2 separate regions of the Mus musculus genome follow, and region 2 is linked to region 1. The links are chromatin contacts, called in public promoter capture Hi-C maps. All regions are on one chromosome and are shown on one strand. The core of a region is the stretch at or near the end of the contact, and the rest is flanking DNA. Distances in the headings are between cores, read along the strand shown.

Region 1 (5,061 bases), core at 657-3,156:
ACCACCTGCAAATGAGTGAATGGACAAGGACTCTTAGTCACAATGTATCAATTAAAAAAAACCAGAGTAAATGTAACCAGAGTTTTAAAGCTAATTTTCTTTGAAAGGTAAAAAAGAGAAAAAACAAAAACCAAGGTAATATTGACTTATTTCACAGACATTGAACACAGTGAGCCAATAACCAATTCTCCTTAGTTAAGATGCAACAAACAGGATGAATGTTATCACTTAGTCTATTTTAACCTCCAACATAGCAATTTACAAACAACCAGATGCTACTATGGTATTTCAATAACAGGCCACAGAGCAGAATAAAACAGCACCTTCAACCCAGCCGTGTTATTCTCTAAACTTTGTGTACAAGTGAACTAACTCATTAGTAATCGAAACATTTCCTCATATCTCAAGGAAAATACCTGGGCCAGCAGGAATACAGAACCTGTTCACTTGGTAAACACAGAACAGGGCAAGGCTTCTGCCCCAGGCCAGGGCATTCCTCCATGGAGGTGGTTACTTCAAGTCTTTCTTCCCTGGTCTGCCTTGGCAGGGCAGTAGTAACATCTGTTGAAAAGAAGCCGGCACATTTTGCCAGGGGAGAAACCTGCTTCCTATTGTTACCTATTCCTATTGTTCAGAGCACTAAAAGAAAACAAAACAAACAAAACAAAACAATAACCAAACCAAACAAAAAAAACCATACAGGCACTATATACTAGAGATGCAGCAATCAAATTACCCTCCACACCACCCCTTTGTAAAGTATCGCAGAACCAAAGACACTGTGTCAAAGTCCTGACACCTCTACCTCTGGAAGTCCCAAACGCATGTGAGCCCCTCCCCTAGGGACTATCCTTTCCCAGAGATCACATTCCCACAAAGGCCCTACACAACCCCCAATCTGCACCTCCTTCATCTGTGTCAAGTACACAGGATGCCAATTCTCAAAACAATTTGAAACCAGAAGATGGTAAAACATCAGATATTAGGGGAAAAATAACAAAATGAAAGTCTGTCTTCAAAACTGGAAATGCTGGAGGAAAAAAAATTTTTTTTCTGCAATGAAGCGGAACGACTGTGGTTAACAATCAACCAAAACCTTTAGCCAGGAGTGTAGAAAACTAATCTTGAGTTCTGAGGATTTACAAAAGGATCCGTGCAGTATGATCTTGGTGGATGCGCCCAGACAAACCCAGGGACTTGACTGTTTTCTCTCCTCTTTCACAACGCCCATCGCAAGAGGAAGAGTTGCCGCGGTGCCGACACGCCCCAGCCGCTCAGACCCTTACTCACTGGTGCCTGCCGCTCCTCTCGGTACCCGAGCTCCTCACTCCAGTCCAGGAAGAGGAAAGCGTTCTCCTTGGTCCGCCTCCCTGACGGGACCCGCCCAGCGGGCGCACACCTGACCCAGGTAAGGGAATAGGTGTATGCCCTGTTTTTGCCAAAGCGATCACTGGTCCTATACCCTTGCTCAGAACGTAGCTCATCTGCGTCCACCCGCCTCATTCCTTTGAAGCCTTGTAAATCACCCCCTCTTCTTAATCGGGGAAACCCACTGCTAAGTACCGTGGCCCGGCCTGGGGTCGGTGGTCCAAAGGGGTAACTTAGCTTGGAAGGGCGGGTAGCTCCGATCGGAGGAGCCACCCTAGGAGGCTCTGCAAGCCGCTATCCTTGAGTTCATTGGCTGCCCTGGCACATCCTAATCCTCCCTGCTCAACACCGTGCCACCCAAGCTGCTCTGGGGGTCGCCCCGCGTTCACCCCGCCCTCACTCCTTAGACGTGCGACCTGGGCAGAGCTCAGAGTGAACGCTAGCCCGGGCTGCCAACCCGAACGCCTAAGCCCCGCCCTCTAGGCGACTTCTGGCCCCGCCTCTGGCCGCGTACGAACGTGGGGCGGCGGACTGCGCATGTCCACGGTCAGAACCCTGGCAGTGCGCATGCGCCTCGTCCCGACGCGGTTTCTGGGCGCCAGGGTCTGCACCGAAACATGGCAGAGGTTGGGTCCAAGTCAGTGCTGTTCGTGTGTCTCGGTAAGGACTCGCCGACTTAAGGGTCTTTTTCTTTGGGACCCTGAAGTGCTCTCCCTGTTAGGCTTCCGAACAAGAGCGCTGGGCGGAGGAAGCAGATCAGAAGGCCTTGGCTGGGCCCGCGTCTGAGCACATACTCGTTTGTCTGCCTTTTTCATATGCATCCCCCATCATCTGGTACTCCTCTGAGCCCGAGATCTGTGTAATTTTTGTCCCAGATTATGCCCTTCCAAAGCCCATGTCACCCTTCCGAGTGCCCTTCAACCACAAATCTTTGTGCGAGTTCTCTCTCTCAAGCCCGTAGACCCCTCTCACTTGCTCCTCCTCTTTTAAGTCTGAGAGTCGCCCATCATCTGCTTTGGCAGTTACTTCCAAATCTCTGTGCTGAAAAATATCCAACCAAAACAACTTTAGGGAGAACAGATTTGTTTTGACTCAGTTTCAGAGGTTCAGGCCCCTTTTGAATGGTTGTAGATTCTGGGCTTGTGGTGAGGCAAGGCATCATGGTCCTTCAAGGTGGCCAGAGCATGAGTCAGGGACTATTTGCTCCTGTGGACGGGAATCACAGAAGGGGAGAGTAGAGAGCAAGACAAGCGTTAGCCCCAAGAGCACGCATCGGGATGTATTTTCTTCTGCTCAGCCACACTTGTATCTTTCATTACCTCCAGTCATTTCCTCATATTTTGAATCTACTGGGTTAAACCATTGACTAGGTCAGTGCCCTTATGATCACATCCTCGGGGGATAAGCCATCACCGACGTCCTGAGAGTTGTCTTTTTCTAATCAGTTAAGGTCTCGATGACGATTAATCATCATCCCTGTTATTCCCTCATGCTCTTGTCCGTCACCTAACTTGCTTTTCTTCCTTTGAACCCTCTCACCTGCTAACTGGCCCAGGTGGCTTCATATCTGTAGTGTGACTCTCTAAGCTGGCCCCTTCTATTAGAACAGCTGGAGTTCTTGCCGGAAACCCCCACCCCCACCCCTGTTCCCCATTGTGCCAACGTGAGCCTAGGTTACAGGAAGACCATTCTGTGACAGGTTTGTTTGATGTCATCCTTGGGTCACAGTTGCTATGGTTCTCAGCCAGTCTCTTTTCTTTAGGTCTCTCTGAAACCTTGGTTTTCAGTCCCTAGGACAATTACTCATGCCATGTGAAAAACAGTTTGTTTTTAAATGAATAATCTTTTAAGTACCTTCTAACACAGAATTTCAACCTTGATTCTCCTTTACATAATATGCAATTCTTTCTTTTTTCAGAGTTCTTGCCTCCTTGACTCCACCCTGAGGGGCAAGGGTTAAATTGTCAACAGTCCAGCTATTTGTCTTTTGTCCTCTGCTTTTCCTACAGAGTGACACTCCTCTTTAGGCTAGAAGTCTGCCAAGACTTTCTGTCTACCTCGCTTTATCTTTCCCACCCACCTGTGGGGACTGCCCTTAAGAAACTGTTGCTGTCCTATGCCTTGATGGTATGGTTAACTTTACTGGGAACCTTAATGCTGGGTTTTGCTTGAAAAGCCATCTGTTTTATAAAGTCAAAATGATGAAAAAAAAGTCAAGGATTTTTTATACCCAGACCATTGGTACCCCCCCCCCGAGATATTTTATTCCATAAGTTGCATTTTTATTTGACAGCCTGTGGAGCTCTTAGGAAGAGTTATCTGTCTTGTGGGCAATAGCTTTTTTCCCTTTATTATTCCACTTTTCAGTACAAGGTACTGTGTGTGATAGTTGCAAGATATCTGTACTAGGTAATTTCTATGAAGAACAAAGTAAAACTCTGGCCTTAATTCACATTGCTTATTATAGTTATCTGTGCTGGCATATTGTACCAATATGACTTTTAAAGGAAGTACATGCTTGCATATGTTTGACGTCAATATAATTCAGTATTTTGTTTTTGCCACTGGAGGTGCATATAGTGGTGAACACCACAGATGAAGTCCAGCTGTTCTGAAGCCGGTACTTTGCAGTCACCATCAGTCAAGGAATGCCAGTGGCTTCATACAGTTGGTGAGGTGTTCACTATGAGCCAAAGCAGAGTGGGAGCAGGGTGTAGGCTGTAGTCAGGACTCATCTGAAGGTGAGCAGAGACATGAAGGTGGCAAGGGGCCTGTCTCTACTCCAAAGACAGAGCATGAGGTTTTCAGGTAAAAGTTGTAACCAGAGAAGTCATGGTTTTGGAGACCAGGCAGCCTTTCTCAGCCACGATTTCTTTGCCTGTGGGTACCAAACTTGGATCATTCTAAATACGAGAAATGAGATCCTTATGTACAGCAGATACTTTAGGGCAGGGATCTACATCCTCTGTAAAGAGCTGGAGTGAATCCTTAAACTTCATGTGCCGAAAACTTAGTGTAGCCATAGCTTGGTTCTGTTCAGTAGAGCTCGTTCCTGGATACCAGCCTTGGGACTTGATAGAGTTTTCACGTATTACAAGATTTTCTGCATTTGCATTATTTTTTAATGACCTAAAACTAAAAATTTGGTTAACCCTTTGGGCTGTATAGAAATGTGGTAGGCCAAGAATGGTTATTTCTGGGCCCCTGTTTGGAGTCTAGATACCATAGGAAGCTGTATGAAGACTTGGGTTTGCTCTGAGTGAGATAAGCCATGGGAGGTCTGGAGCAGAAATGGGGAGGGATATAATTTGTTCCACCTGCATTGTGGAGATTAGGCTACAGGAGGCCCTGGAAGAAGCAGGGATAGCTTCAGAAGTTAGATGTGTTGTAGTCAGTTGCTAGCCTCGGAAAATTTGAGGATGGTACAGATGAATTCTCCCAAGAGCCCCTTTGGAGCACAGTGAAAGCTCTTGTGTTTGAAATGCAAAAGTTTTGTTCCTTCAGAACCTTTCTTCAAACTTTTTAAGATTGAAGTTGTTTTAGAAAGATGAGGAGAGGAGCGTTTTGCTCTGTGAAGCTGGATGGGACCCAGCAAAGGCAGGTGTGATCTCAGCCCTAGTCACAGTGGTCATAAGAGAAATAAGGCCATGTTTACATTTCCAGGACTTGTGGAAGTCAAACCATAAAGTGTTT
Region 2 (5,061 bases), core at 1,247-3,746, 910 kb after region 1:
TCCTACGTTCATCAAGAGGCAGAGTGCGTGGACTTACCAACCTATATAGCTAAGGCTCAAGGCTAGGTGCTTTTACAATAAAAGATAAAACTGGACATTCTTCCCTCAGACCATGTCACCGTTCACTAAGCAAAGCAATCACAAACAATTCCCACAACGAGGGGCAAAGGCCACTTTCCCCGTTCTCAGGCAAAGCAGCAGTAATGGGGACACAGTGAGGGCAGGGCAGGGTGCTGGCAGCATGTACCTTCACAACAGTCCTGCCACACTCGCAGGTCCACCCTGGGGATGTCCTCACAGCTGCTATAACCGTGGGGGAACTCTGCCACCCTGAACACATCCTGCTGCACACGGGTGATGTTGTCTGAGTTGTCACAAAGGATCCTCGCCAGGGACGTCTGCTTGAGCTGAGTCAGCTGGGCGGGGGAGAACACGCCTGGGTTCTCATACCACAACCTGGACTCCGGGGATGACAAGAGCAGGGTCAGTGGGGTCAGCAGAGGGCAGGGAGAATGTCAGCCACAAGGATTCAAGCCAATATGGAAATCATGGATTCAGTTAGCAGGAATTAAAAAAAAGTATATAGCCACCATTGTTCAAATTCCCACCCAATAAATGAGAGAAAACAGCAAGAAGATGGCTACTCTTGACAAAAGGATGGATAGTGAAACTTCTAACTAAACTCCTCAGCTGATTCTTTGGCCTCTTTCCCATTTCCTAAAGTAAATTAACATTATTAAAAAGAAAAAAAAATCATCTTGCCAAAAGCCTCAAGTCTCAGTAAAGTTGTTAGGGTGCACATCTGAGCATGAGGCCAGCCCAAGCTATACAAGTGAGACCCTATCTCAAAAACCCAAACAAAACAAACAACAATGCTCTAATCCTGGTACTGCCTGGGATGGTCAAAAGGCTCCTGGAAATATATCCGTTCTCACTGGCTCCAGAGGCCAATGGTACCTGGGACTCAGGTGTGTTAGCCTGAAAGGGTAAGGTGCCAGGCAGCCTTGAGGAGGTACGGAGCCATCTGAAGGGCAGCAAGTGGGAAGGGGCTCTCCCTGTCCTAAGCAAGCACAGGTCCTCTCTGCCCCAGATCCACACCAACAGTGTAAGACAAGGTTTTCTAGCACCCACCTGTCTCCATCCCGCAGGCGTCGGAACTGTGTGCTGAGCAGGCACATGAGTGTGGGCCCCAAGCGGCTGCCAGGTACTAGGTCTTCTACCATGAGGGCTGGGAACAGATCAATGTTGAGAGTCGAGCCATACAGCCTGCAATAGACAAGGACAAAGTTGAGTGTGCTCATCATAGCTGCCTGGGATATGAAACACTGCAAACAGGAAAAAGGCCCCCATACATCCTCCAGACATTTCCTGGACAAAGAGAGCTCATTGCTATTTCTTTAAATCTTCTTTAATCACATTTTAAAGAATTTTCCTCTTTTCCTTGTATATATGAGGGATATATATATATATATATATATATATATATATATATATATATATATTTACTTATAAGTGATTTGAAAGCCAAAAACATAAGAAAATTAAGACATAATTCTTTCCTGTGCTCCAGGGAGAATCACCCAAGTTCATGAGGCAACCTATCTATCTCCTCACACCTATCCTTTTCCTTAAGTATAAGAACAATGAATAGTCTAATTGAAAAGAATAAGATTAAACCCTACAGTATAGAGAAATGTATTTGTCAATGGAAATGCTGGTTAATTAAATAGGGTAGATATCTAACATGAAGCTTAAACATTATCAAATGTTTAACAAGCATTCTCTTAGGTCCTCCATGCCCTGGGAATATGTATGCCCATACAGAAAGATACAGAAAGAACCAGCAATGCCAAAAGACTTTTGTTTTCTAGCCTTGTGCAATTTTCTAAGAGCTTACAAGGCACCAGGTAGTCTTGGTTCCAATTGCTGCAAGAGACTGTGCTGGAGTCTGAAATAACATCTTCCAACCCCTACGCCCAACCCTCCATTCCCCACCAGGCTTGGAGCGACAGTGGAGCACCCTATAATCTATCGGAAAAGACATACATTCATCTCCCAACATGACAAACATTCCTCTTCCATCAAATCTACTCTCATCAAGCTGCCATCTAGCTTGTCCAAGCACAAACTGTGGTCACTGACATTCAGGGACAAGCACCCTGGCCTTAAGCCTCCCAGGCCTTACTGGAAGTCACCTGCCATGAGGACAGAGAGGGCTGCTGGCTTTGCTGCGCGGGCACCAGATGACAGTGTCACCTCAGGATGCCTGCTCTTTGCCCTCCCGTCTGTAAAGGGGTAGCAGAAGGCTGAAGGATATGTTTCAGGTCTGCTGGGGATGCTCTCCATGGCACTACAGAGCCTCCCCCCCGGAGGGGGGGTAGCCTGTGGACCCCACCAGGGAGAGAAGCCCAGATTCAGCCCACGTCTTCATCTCCAGGCTGCCCTGAAATGTAAAACTTCAACAGGCTGCCAGGACAGTAGACGACAGCTGCGTTCCCCAAGGCCTGCTGAAAATCCTGGCAGCCCAGGCTTTCATGGCCATTCAGCTCTCCTCCCAGTCACATCTCATTTTTTCCTCTTTGTAATTAGTTCACAGAAAGAATAAATGACTAGTGTATGTGTGTATGTGTGTACGTGCGCGTGCATGCGTCGTGTCTTTGCCAAGGTCTCTCCCCTTACAGCTGGTCCAGGCCCACCATCTCCAGCAGCAGCAGTGGCAAGATTACCAGAAACCAAGAAGTTCTGAAATATTTTGGCAAGCAAAAGCAAAAATGAACTGGGAAAGCCATCCGTGGCCATCTGGATGGGGACATGATGCCCCATGAAGTAGTCAGTGAGCATAAATCCCAATTAAGCATAACGGTGACAAAAAGATATATTGTCCCCGTGGAGAACTCGCGTGCTTCCCTCGCCAATAATCAAATCCCATTATGTAAGTGCACTGGAGCACAGGGAGGCAGCTGTCATTCAGAAACTGCAGTATCTCACAAGGGAGACCTTCCTGCACGCCTCAGGTCTGAACAGCCCCTAGGAGGCAGAAGGTCCGAAGAAGCCTGGCCCTAGATGAGATAACCAAATCCCGAGCAGACCAGTTCTATCCTCTGAGTGGTGGGTTATTCATCTCCCATGAAACTTCCACATCTGTTATTCAGCTCCCAGGCCAGCTCTCCTCTTGTATGAGCAATAGCCACTCATGCATGAGTCACACTATAGGTGGAGAGCCAGGCCCAGGAGGCTGGCCAGTCTGAGGCCCATTTGCCATGTGACTTTACTGTCCCAGCTAGGAAAGTATAACTGCTATCTCAACAGAAAACTCCTTACAGTTTACAAAGTCTACCTCCTGAGCACAAAGAGGTGGGCAAACACGACTACCCCAACCCTAGGCTGGCTCTGTATGTAGCATCTTGGCCAGCAGACCACAGGCTGTCCAATCTCAGTCACCACAGATTTCTCTCACCACTGAAGCTTGAACCTAGAGACGGTGACATCACAGTTCACAGCCAAGGTCTCTTGACATCTACATACCTATCAAGGTGCCTCAGTTTACCAATACCCACCTCTGCAGTTTCTCCCGGATCACAGGGCTCTTGATCTCATTTTTCAGGTCCTCAAAGGTGTAAGCAGCCGACAAGTTGCAGTAGACTCTGTAGTCATGGTAGGGTGGGATGCCATGGTCCCGGCCTCGCTGGATATTGATGGCAGCCAGGTCCAGGGCCACTGTGTGGGCCATGGAGAACAGCCTCTCCGTGAGCTCTGTGTTCAGCAATTGAGAGGGAATGCGCATCTTCCCTGCCACTCCAAACAGCCCTCGGAGAAGTGGGTCGATGCCCCCCTCGTTGACAATCCGGAAGGGCGAGAAGAAGGCTTTGTGGAGGGGCACATGGCCCTGAGGGATGGGCTCAAAGTTCTCATCCAGCCGGTAGAGCAGAGGGTTGATCAGAGTGTGACCGAACCTGAAGGCTGCAGTGGCAAAGGCATTAAAGATGCCAGCATTGACACTGGGGTCGTAGCCCCGGTACTCACCGAGCATCTTCATGCCCACCTCCCCCAGGATCTTGGGCAGCCAGTGCCGGTAGGTGATGTGCTGTATCTCTGCCCCGACTATCTTGCGGGTCTCATGGTAGACAGTGTCCCCATCCCAGTGCGGGTTTAGCTTCAACAGCTCTGCTGCAATGCGGTTGTGCTCCCGGAACCACAGCGTATGCATGCTGGTCAGGCCAAGCTGCTCGTTGGCACGGTGGTCGCCGGCCAGAAAGCATGGTATCGGGCTCTCGTTCTCATCGCGCATGCACTCAGTGGGTGGCCCGGTGGCAAAGGGAAGCAGGGGCTTGCCAGACCTCTGCACAATGCCCTGACGCAGCAGGCCACGGTGGCTGGCCAGGTCCCGGATGCTGCGGGCTTCGTGGTCTGTGCTGCCGTACACATTGGAGGCATCGATGTAGGAGGTGAGCTGGTTGATCTGCTCTCGAGGGTACACAGAGTTCATGAGCAGGGACGTCATGCCGCTGCCACACACGGGGCTCGATCGCACGAAGAACATGCATCGGGCGCCACTCCGCACCCGGGGATCATTGGGGGGGATCATGACCGAGAAACAGGGAGGGTCATTGCTGCACACAGAGCTGCAATGCTGGCCGTCAGAGAAGCGGGCCTGGCTCAGGGCTACCACTGTAGAGTCTAGGTCATGGTCAAGGAACTGGCCCCATTGCATCAGCATGTGTGTAAACTGCTCATCGGGGGTGATCACCTCTGTCCCAATCAGTGTGGTGGACACCAGGCGGGGCATGGGTAGTACATGCCCATTGTACTGACGCTGGGAATTAATGCCCCGGGGTGTGTTGAACCCATTCTCATACACAGCCTTCAACAGGCGCTCAAAGGCGGTCAGTGAGGCACCCCACATCGGGTGCTGTAGATTGTTGCACGTGCCATCGTGCGTCCTATACTTCTGGTGGAAGCACATGTCTGAGCAGTTGTTCACGCGGCGGTGTGCAGTGCAGCCTGACAGGTTGGCGATGAGGCTCAGGTACTGCGGGGACACCAGATCATTGTAGTGGTAAC

The links. Promoter capture Hi-C pulls out the DNA fragments that hold promoters and counts their contacts.
Region 2: a promoter capture Hi-C map of hippocampal neurons shows a contact between it and region 1, with 2.7 times the contacts expected there. The contact joins the enhancer-like site here to the promoter of Acp1 in region 1. A contact is called at or near these places in 1 of 39 promoter capture datasets (hippocampal neurons), 3 of 115 datasets of contacts at active chromatin or transcription factors (embryonic forebrain, embryonic stem cells and forebrain) and 1 of 9 other capture datasets (pancreatic islet).

What each region holds. Positions count from the first base shown.
Region 1 is chr12:30,908,457-30,913,517 of GRCm38.p6, reverse strand. Acp1 (acid phosphatase 1, soluble) reads left to right here and starts at 1,906. Exons shown (of 6, transcript NM_021330.4): 1 at 1,906-2,028. The coding sequence starts at 1,986. Sh3yl1 (Sh3 domain YSC-like 1) reads right to left here and starts at 1,849. Exons shown (of 10, transcript NM_013709.5): 1 at 1,291-1,849. The coding sequence starts at 1,291.
Region 2 is chr12:30,001,921-30,006,981 of GRCm38.p6, reverse strand. Pxdn (peroxidasin) reads right to left here. Exons shown (of 23, transcript NM_181395.2): 17 at 3,558-5,061; 18 at 1,132-1,266; 19 at 248-456. Among named protein-coding and RNA genes, the nearest start is that of Gm15691, 55 kb to the left of the region's middle. Within about 2 kb of position 2,496, at least 79 of the 459 cell types and tissues checked have an H3K27ac peak or open chromatin away from gene starts, as enhancers often do. A contact at or near this core is called in forebrain and hippocampal neurons, where this site is marked.